3 separate regions of the Sus scrofa genome follow, and all the other regions are linked to region 1. Evidence: chromatin contacts called from public Hi-C and HiChIP or PLAC-seq data. All regions are on one chromosome and are shown on one strand. Each heading gives the region's core, a stretch centred on a gene start, on an enhancer-like site or on the middle of the called end of the contact. The rest is flanking DNA. Distances are from core to core; before and after follow the strand shown. Region 1 overlaps KCNQ5 (potassium voltage-gated channel subfamily KQT member 5). Region 2 overlaps KCNQ5 (potassium voltage-gated channel subfamily KQT member 5). Region 3 overlaps KCNQ5 (potassium voltage-gated channel subfamily KQT member 5).

Evidence for each region. Hi-C and Micro-C count contacts between places; a contact is called where the count stands out from the background. HiChIP or PLAC-seq counts read pairs in DNA pulled down with a chosen protein or histone mark.
Region 2: a contact with region 1 is called in an H3K27ac HiChIP or PLAC-seq map of skeletal muscle. The contact joins two enhancer-like sites. A contact is called at or near these places in 4 of 47 Hi-C or Micro-C datasets (embryonic fibroblasts, psoas muscle and skeletal muscle) and 1 of 2 datasets of contacts at active chromatin or transcription factors (skeletal muscle).
Region 3: a contact with region 1 is called in a Hi-C map of skeletal muscle, with 5 times the contacts expected there. The contact joins two enhancer-like sites. A contact is called at or near these places in 2 of 47 Hi-C or Micro-C datasets (both in skeletal muscle) and 1 of 2 datasets of contacts at active chromatin or transcription factors (skeletal muscle).

What each region holds. Positions count from the first base shown.
Region 1 is chr1:52,713,896-52,716,602 of Sscrofa11.1, reverse strand. All of the region lies in intron 1 of KCNQ5 (potassium voltage-gated channel subfamily KQT member 5), which reads right to left. Among named protein-coding and RNA genes, the nearest start is that of DPPA5, 270 kb to the left of the region's middle. Within about 2 kb of position 1,387, at least 1 of the 83 cell types and tissues checked has an H3K27ac peak or open chromatin away from gene starts, as enhancers often do. A contact at or near this core is called in skeletal muscle, where this site is marked.
Region 2 is chr1:52,542,788-52,545,494 of Sscrofa11.1, reverse strand. All of the region lies in intron 1 of KCNQ5 (potassium voltage-gated channel subfamily KQT member 5), which reads right to left. Among named protein-coding and RNA genes, the nearest start is that of KCNQ5, 110 kb to the right of the region's middle. Within about 2 kb of position 1,359, at least 3 of the 83 cell types and tissues checked have an H3K27ac peak or open chromatin away from gene starts, as enhancers often do. A contact at or near this core is called in skeletal muscle, where this site is marked.
Region 3 is chr1:52,573,537-52,576,243 of Sscrofa11.1, reverse strand. The region is part of intron 1 of KCNQ5 (potassium voltage-gated channel subfamily KQT member 5); the gene reads right to left. Among named protein-coding and RNA genes, the nearest start is that of KCNQ5, 140 kb to the right of the region's middle. Within about 2 kb of position 1,368, at least 1 of the 83 cell types and tissues checked has an H3K27ac peak or open chromatin away from gene starts, as enhancers often do. A contact at or near this core is called in skeletal muscle, where this site is marked.

The sequences.
Region 1 (2,707 bases), core at 138-2,637:
ATCTCTGCTCAAGTAAGATAATGTGATTTCAGGGAAAAGACACGGCCATTGGGCACTACTGGTTGAGGCCTGGCTCTGCTTCTGCAGTGAACATGGGCCAGATACATGGCTTTCCCGAATCTCCATTTTCAAGTGGTTAAATGGTGATTATGTATTTACTTCCAGAGTTGTTGTGAGAATTAAATGAGATTATGTATGTTAAATTTCCGAGTGTTCAATATATGTAAATTACCTTTCTCCCTGACATATCTTAGGGATAGATCATCAAAAATGCAGAATACAGAAACATTCATGCTCCCCCCTTAATTTTTAAGCTTATTAATTCCCCTTCAAATAAAATGACTTAAAAAGTGTATTGAATGATAACATTGTTATAATAATGAGTGGTTTTTCTTTGTCTAGTCAAGGGACATAATCTGATATAAAAAGCCTTCATTAATATATCATTTCATATGATATTGATAGCAGAATACGGAAAATTTTTTAAAAAGTGCAGGAGGAAACAACATAAGGGACTAAGAAGAGTGTCAAATTCTGTTCTCAGGAATCTAAAATCCTCAGCTTCTATTTTGGAACTCTGATGGCTTTTCTCCATGCTGTTATGGGGAAAATGGTTTGACTTAAAAGCCATCGACTCACGGCCAATGTAGAGAAACATGGCCAGTACATTCTTCTCCCATGGGATTCACTTAGGGGTGCAGTTCTCAGAGATCCCAAAATGCCTTTTCTTAAATGCATGGGGGAAAAGCCAGTGACACGGCCAACTGTGGCCTGTGTAATGCATCACCCTGCTAAACCAAATGCTGACTGATGGAAGATTTCAATTTTAGTTGTGGCACTGCTTCCAAGGATTAAAGGCTCAAGCTGGAATTGAGTCAATGACAAAATGATTTACTAGGAGGTAAGCTCTGTGATGGCCAGGACCCTATCGGTCGTGTTCTCCGCAGAATGCCATAGAATAGGTCCTGGAATACTGCTAAACATATAGTAGGTGCCTTATTTCTGATTATGGGTAGGAAAAAAATGAAAGAATAAACTATTTTTAAAAAACTGACTTTCACACTCTGGTGTATGAAATTATAGAAACCAAAAATGTGTAATGCCTTTTTAGTTTATGTTGACCCTAAGGTAATCTTACCAAATTCCATAAAACATAGCTAACAATGGCATAAAAAAAATGGAGTGGACTGTTACATATTTAATGCAATAAAAGAGACAACATATAGTGAAATAGGGTCTATAATTTTAAAAACCAGTAATAGTAATTAGTGCTCACTGAATCGACTAGACCACACAATGGTCTGAATTGTTTTATGTATATAATTTCACTAAGCAATAGTCCTACATAGATGTGTGGATCAAGCATTGTAGGGTAGTTAAGTGGCTGAGGACAGATTTAGAGGGTAAACAGCCTGCGTCTAAATTAGACCCTGGCATTTAGCTGCCTCTGGGCAAGCTGTTTTACTTCTTGGTTTCTCAGTTTCCTTATCTGTGAAAAGATGAAAATAACAGTGCCTATCTCACCTGGTTGTTGTGAGGATTACATGCATAATTGATCCTAGGTCAGAATGAGGCATGTAACATCTATCCACCATCTCTCTGTCTCTCTCTCTGCCTCTTTCTCTTTCTTGTTCTTTTCCTGTCTATCTGTCTTCCTGTCTGTCTCTCTCACTTGAACAGCACAATGCCTGGTGCAAAGAAGGATCTGGGTAAATTTTAGCTATCACTGTGTATTACTTTTATCTCCTTATTTTGCAGATGAGGAAACCGAGGCACTGAGAAGTAACTTGCTCAGGATCACACAGCAGGTAGGTATTAAAACAGTTTGGAATCCAGCCAGTGTAATGGTAGAGTTTCTGCCAAAGCATCCTTACTGAAAATGTAGTTAATTCACTCTTAGTAGTAAACTGCGCCTAGCATTTATTCAATGATTTTCAAATGACACTTTGACACTCTTTGACTAGCACATCATTTCAAAGATTTCTGATAAAGAAGTACAGGTGTTTCTGGAGTTTTGTTAAAAAAAAACATGCTATTATTAACAGCTGCCTTATTAATTTTAAGACTCAACACATTAGAGAATGATTGCTATTTTCTATAATTTAGTTTTCAAAAACTGGTAATAACTAAAAATAAACCTCATCTCAGTGAGATCAGCTTTATATTCACTTGACACTATAAGTCCCTCAATGTTCACACCCACCTGAGGTGATAGGCCCCCACAACAGTTGTAATTTAGGATGCAGATTCCATATGGTGCAAGGAGGTGGTGGGGTTATCTTAGTGTCTGTGGAAGAGATTGATGCTTTTGAAAACATTTGAACCACACTTTTAACTAGAAAAATAATAATAATGTGGAATGATAACATGTATTACAAACAATGCAGACTGTATTTAAGAGTAAAGGAGAAGATCATTTGTTTAAATGTCAAATTGCCTCTTTAGTCCCATTCATGGTATGATCATGAAAAAGACAAAAAAATCCACTAATTTCCAAATCGCCCCTCAGAGTAGTTTAACTTTTTTGTGTGTGTGTCTTTTTAGGGCCACAGCCACAGCATATGGAGGTTCCCAAGCTAGGGGTTGAATCAGAGCTGTAGCCGACAGCCTATGCCACAGCCACAGCAATGCCAGATCCGAGTCGTGTCTATGACCTACACCACAGCTCACAGCAATGTTGGATCCTTAACCCACTGAGTGAGGCCAG
Region 2 (2,707 bases), core at 110-2,609, 170 kb after region 1:
AACGTGGCTTATCATGAGGGCTACAATAACAAAAACTCATACTGTATCCAGCACTTGATTTTTACTTCAGTTAGGACTTCTTGGTAAGATAGGAAGGGTTTAGATTAGAATTACCAGTTCACCAGAGAGAAGGCTGTGGTGTTTGTGACCTGGTTTGTGAAGGTCTGTGTTACTGACCTGGTAAAAATACAAACCCGAAAGCAGAATCCAGCTGTAGCACCCTTTTCTTTATAAGCTGCTTGTGATGGATACACAGTGAACACAAGCACAGTCCTAACAGATCCCTAATGGGATCTGGATGTTCAAAGGGCGTATGTTTATGGTAACACAATATTGGTATGGTCACTACCACAGAAGTTAATAAATTGAATTTGTGAAATTGCTGTTATGCTATTTTCCTCCATTATACTGTATAATGAAAAATGAAAATAAAATTGGCTTGTATTTATTTTATATTTCAGATTACGAAGCTGCATGGTAATGTTAGATTAAATTCCATTAAAATTCTATTAACATAATTAAATTACATTTTAATGACTAAAATCATGAAAAATAATGAAATACATTCTTTATGTTACGAAAGATTTTATTAATTAGATTTAATAACACTTGGACTCATCATCACTAGAGCAAAACTATAGCTTACTTATCTATTAATGCTTTTAAGTATATAGTGATACTTCTACTGCTACTTCATAGTTTGATTTTGAATTTTTCTAAGTAGTGAGTGACTGCTGCTACATTACCTGAAGGGAAGCTGCATTTTAGATCAAGTTACATCTAAAATGGTTAAAATGACCAAAGGTTTCGAAGAGTCCTGTGCAGAAGCTACAGAGAGGAGCCTTCAACATGGACAATTTTGAGATAAAAACTTTAGAGGCTTGTTTGATACTCCAGCTTTTGTTGACTGATACTTTTCTCCGAGACACAAGAATACTTAAGATTTCTTTCAGTTACACTGTAAGGGGCGTGAAAAGAAGCAGTAGCCCCCACTGCCTAGCTCTGAAAGACATCAGGGCAGATGTGGGAGAGATCAGACAACTTTGGTCTAACAGAGTCTCTCACAGGAATTCCAACTCAAGGGCAGAGTCTGAAAAGACCACCACTGCGGCTTGTTTCTGAACGTTGCTGTAGTGTTAAACTCCACTCACCTGCTCATCAAGAATAGTCAAGCTTTTAATAAAATTATTGAGGCAAGGTGTAATGGTTATTTCATTTTCTATGACAAATATTCATTTATATTAGTCACAAAAACCTATCACTGACCAACCATGAATACAAATAGCCATGAACTACCTGGAAATCTTGAGCAGATCACACTGAGAGAACTGAGGTTATTTATATCAGATGCTGTGAAGAAAGCTGATCTCCTGTAGGACAGCTGATAAAAATAGAAGGAGAAAGGGGAGCCGGGAAGTCACATGTGTCTACGTGAACAGATCAAGTCGAACTTTTGCAACCCTTATGAACTTTGAAAACTATTTCTAAGATTATATTAACAGGGCACTTATGTTATGAGGGACGTTTTAAGAGAAATACAAATTCTCTGGTGATCTTTGAATTGCCTTGCATTCATGTTCGAATGACCTATGACTAGAAAGGAAACTGAGGCTCTGTTGGGAGCCAGGCAGGTGTGGGCTGAATGGCAGGGCAAGGGCAGTGGCATGGGGATAAGATGGGGTGTGCGTGTGTGGGGGTGTGTGGCAGTTGGTATTGAGAGGTCCCTGAAATTTTAACCAGATCATAGCCTTCAGAGTTAGGGGAAAATGGAGTTGGGTTTGTCTGCCTCTCTAGCCTCTGCCAGATTTCCTATCCTTTCCCCATGCCCACTCTAGATATTCGCTTCAGCAAATTGTATTTGCTTGAGTTTGGTTTTTTCCTCATTGATCTTCCTGAACTCTGCAGTCTTCCTGAAGAGTTCTTAAATTCTTATTTGAGCTGCACAGGATAAGCCACATTTCCTCTCACTGTGTGGCTTTATAGTGCATGACAACCATAACCACATCTTCTAAGGTATGTTTTCCCATCTGAGAGACTGAGTGTCATTCACCCTTGAGATTCTCTCTTAGAGACTGCCTCTTGAAGGAGGTAAAATCTTGAAGAGTACCATCCTTCCAAATGAGATCCATTACTGGTGATCCATTACTATTAGAAAGGCCACAGAACAGGAAACTTCATGTAATTTTGTGGAACAGAAGACATTAACCTTGGAGAGCCCTCTGAGACCCATTTACCAGGCAACCTTACATTCAAGCTGAAGTCAGCTGAAGTTCAGTTCATTGCCAATTCAACTTCCTTGAACATCCCAACTCCTACCTCCCACCTTTAAGCAAAGGACCAACTCTTCAGTGGCTCTACCCAAACTGCCACCACAGACTCTCTTCCCTAACTTGCAGGGGACCAAGCCCAGCTTCACATTTCCAGCCCTTCTGGAAGCAAGCATGCTCTAAAATTACTCCTGACACAAGGTTCAAAACACTGCTAGCCTTGGGACACAACCTCCTTAATCATGAACAGAATCTCTGACATGACAGAATCCTAGAACAATTCTTAGGTCTCTCTCCCCAAAGATGCCCAATTCTGTCATCAATCCAGTCATAATTAGAGAAAAGGGGGATGGGTTGGACAAGGACACAAGGGCTGATGGGAGTCAGCAGTTAAAATCCCTAGGGTTCTGCTAGAGTCCAAGGTATCAGGTGGAACCACC
Region 3 (2,707 bases), core at 119-2,618, 140 kb after region 1:
CCCAAGGGGGTGGGCCAGGCCCCCCACCCCATAAAGGTAGGCTGAGCATAGTGGCTTCCTTACAAAGAGGACAGTATGGAAAAAAGAGGAAAAAACTGATGATCACCACCCTAGATAGCGTATCAAGGTCAATGTCTTCACTGATAAGTCATATTGATAGTCTGTACCCTTAATGTGATTATACTTTTTTCATGCAGTCTTCCTCCAAAAACCTTTAACTCCACTCTATGAAAAAACATCACACAAGCCCAAATTGAGGGACATTCTACAAAACAGCTGACCAGTACTTCTCAAAACTCTCAAAGTCATCAAAAACAAGGGAAGTCTGAGCAACTGTCAGAGCCTGGTCCATGCATTCCACTCATCCTTGAGACCTGCTCTTGTCACTATGCCCTGCAGCTCTGACCTCCTGGCCAGGCCAAACCTGCATCCTGCAGTCTTTTCATCCCCATGCCTTTCCAGGAAGGTTGCCCACTCCTCCATCTGCTTCTTCTCTAGATGCTCAAGAACATCTTTCAGTGCATCACATTCCTCACCTTTCTTTGATATAATTCCTCTCCCATCTTCCACTCTACAGACCAAGAGTCCCTTGAAGGCTGAGAAGATTTCAGGTTTATTTATATACATCTGAATGCCTAAAGTAGTGTTTGGCACATTTATTGGCACAAACAAGGAAAGTCTGTGGAAGAATAAATGAATGAAGTAATTTTTTCTGTATCTGTACATTTATTTTAAAATAGTTTTTAGTGTGATTAAGAACTCTTAACCTGAGATCTACTCTCTATATCACATTTGGGTAAACTTCAGGCACAGAGTTCCATCAGGGCTTAATGTTACTAATATATGACTGTAAACACAAAGGAGCCCTAAAGTATCTGTTTTCAATTTATTCTACATAGAAGTACTGAATGGATCTTGATAATGGACAAGGAATTGTAATATATAAGACCACATGCAATATAGCACCTAAAAGTGTGAAAAATGGAATAGACCCACATATATGAATTTGGTTCCTTTCTACTTGGAATAATTATTGATTTCAAACTGAAATGTTCTTGATTTCAACATAATTTCAGGTCATCTCACTGTTTTTAAAAACAAAACTAATTTTCTTTGCACATTATAATTAGTTTATTCCTTTCAAAAATTGCAATAGTTTCATCATATCTCATTCCTTTCAAACCTCTGAAGTAAATCTATTTGTCATTCTTCTTCCTCAGACATCAAGTCATCATAGAAACTTCTCGAAAGCATCTGCTGATGCTTTATGTCTTTGGTACAAAAGCAGAAGAGTAGGTGATAAGCCTCCCCTGTCCTCTGTGGCAATTCCTTCCAGTCACTAGTGAGCTAGATCCACCCATCCTGCCTCTTTCCTCTCTTCCTGTTACATTTATTTTTGGACTATTGCTAATAGTGTGATTTCACCTGGTATTAACTACCAACATTTTCTGGAATTTATTTCCTCTGAAAAAAATTTTTCAATCAAACCAGACATTAAAATCTTTTTTTTTGGGGGGGGGGGTCTTTTTAGGGCCATACCTGCAGCATATGGAGGTTCCAGGCTAGCCAGGGAATTGGAACTGTAGCTGCCAGCCTACACCACAGCCACAGCAGTGCAGGATCCAAGAGCATCTGTAACCTACCACGTCTCACAGCAATGCCAGATCCTTAACCCACCGAGCAAGGCCAGGGATCAAATCCAGGTCCTCAGGGATACTAGTCGGGTTCGTTAACCACTGAATCATGATAAGAACTCCTAAAATCTATTTTTAAAACCATATACTCAATTTAACCTTCCTCAACCTGTGGCTTGAGATGGTATTGAGATGGCTTCCATGCTGCTGGGTCTGTTTACAATTTATAGAATAGTTTCTTTTATTGAATGTGGTTTTAAAACTTGATCTCCTCTGGGCAAGCCCTCTCCAGCAGGGTGTGATAGAAGGGATCACCTCTCAGTGCAATGCCTAAAAATAGGTCTGCTGACTTCCCACTTCAATCCAGGTAACAGCTGTTGAATCCTTTGCATTTCTGAAGTCTGTTGAGTTTTTTCCTTCTAGCTCCCTATCTTGAAACTAACCAAGAGAAAATTTCATCATTTGGCTTCTGGTCTTTTCTACACATGTTTTCAGACAAAGCTTTAAAGAAGTTTTTGAAGGTATAGAACTGCATTTTAGTGGGTTTTTTTCCCCCTTGCATATGTCATTGTAGGCAGTTTGCAATTACCACAACACATACATAATAGAGTTCTGTGCATTTCTGCCAGGCACTCTTAGTACATGATCAGTACAAGGGTCTCAACTCAGCCAAAAATGGAGTCTTCTAGAGAGCTTTAAAAAATTGGTGGTTAGAAGTTCCCATCATGGCGCAGTGGTTACCGAATCCGACTAGGAACCATGAGGTTGTAGGTTCGATCCCTGGCCTTGCTCAGTGGGTTAAGAATCCAGTGTAGGTTGCAGACGTGGCTCGGATCCTGCGTTGCTGTGTCTCTGGCATAGGCCGGTGGCCACATCTCTGATTGGATTCCTAGCCTGGGAATCTCCATATGCCGCGGGAGCAGCCCTAGAAAAGGCAAAAAGACCAAAAAAAAAAAAAATTGGTGGTTAAAACACACAGATACAGAGAACAAACCAGTGGTTACCAGTGGGGAGGGCAGGTACAAACTATTAGGTGTAAGATAGGCTCAAGGATGTTATTGTACAGCATGGAG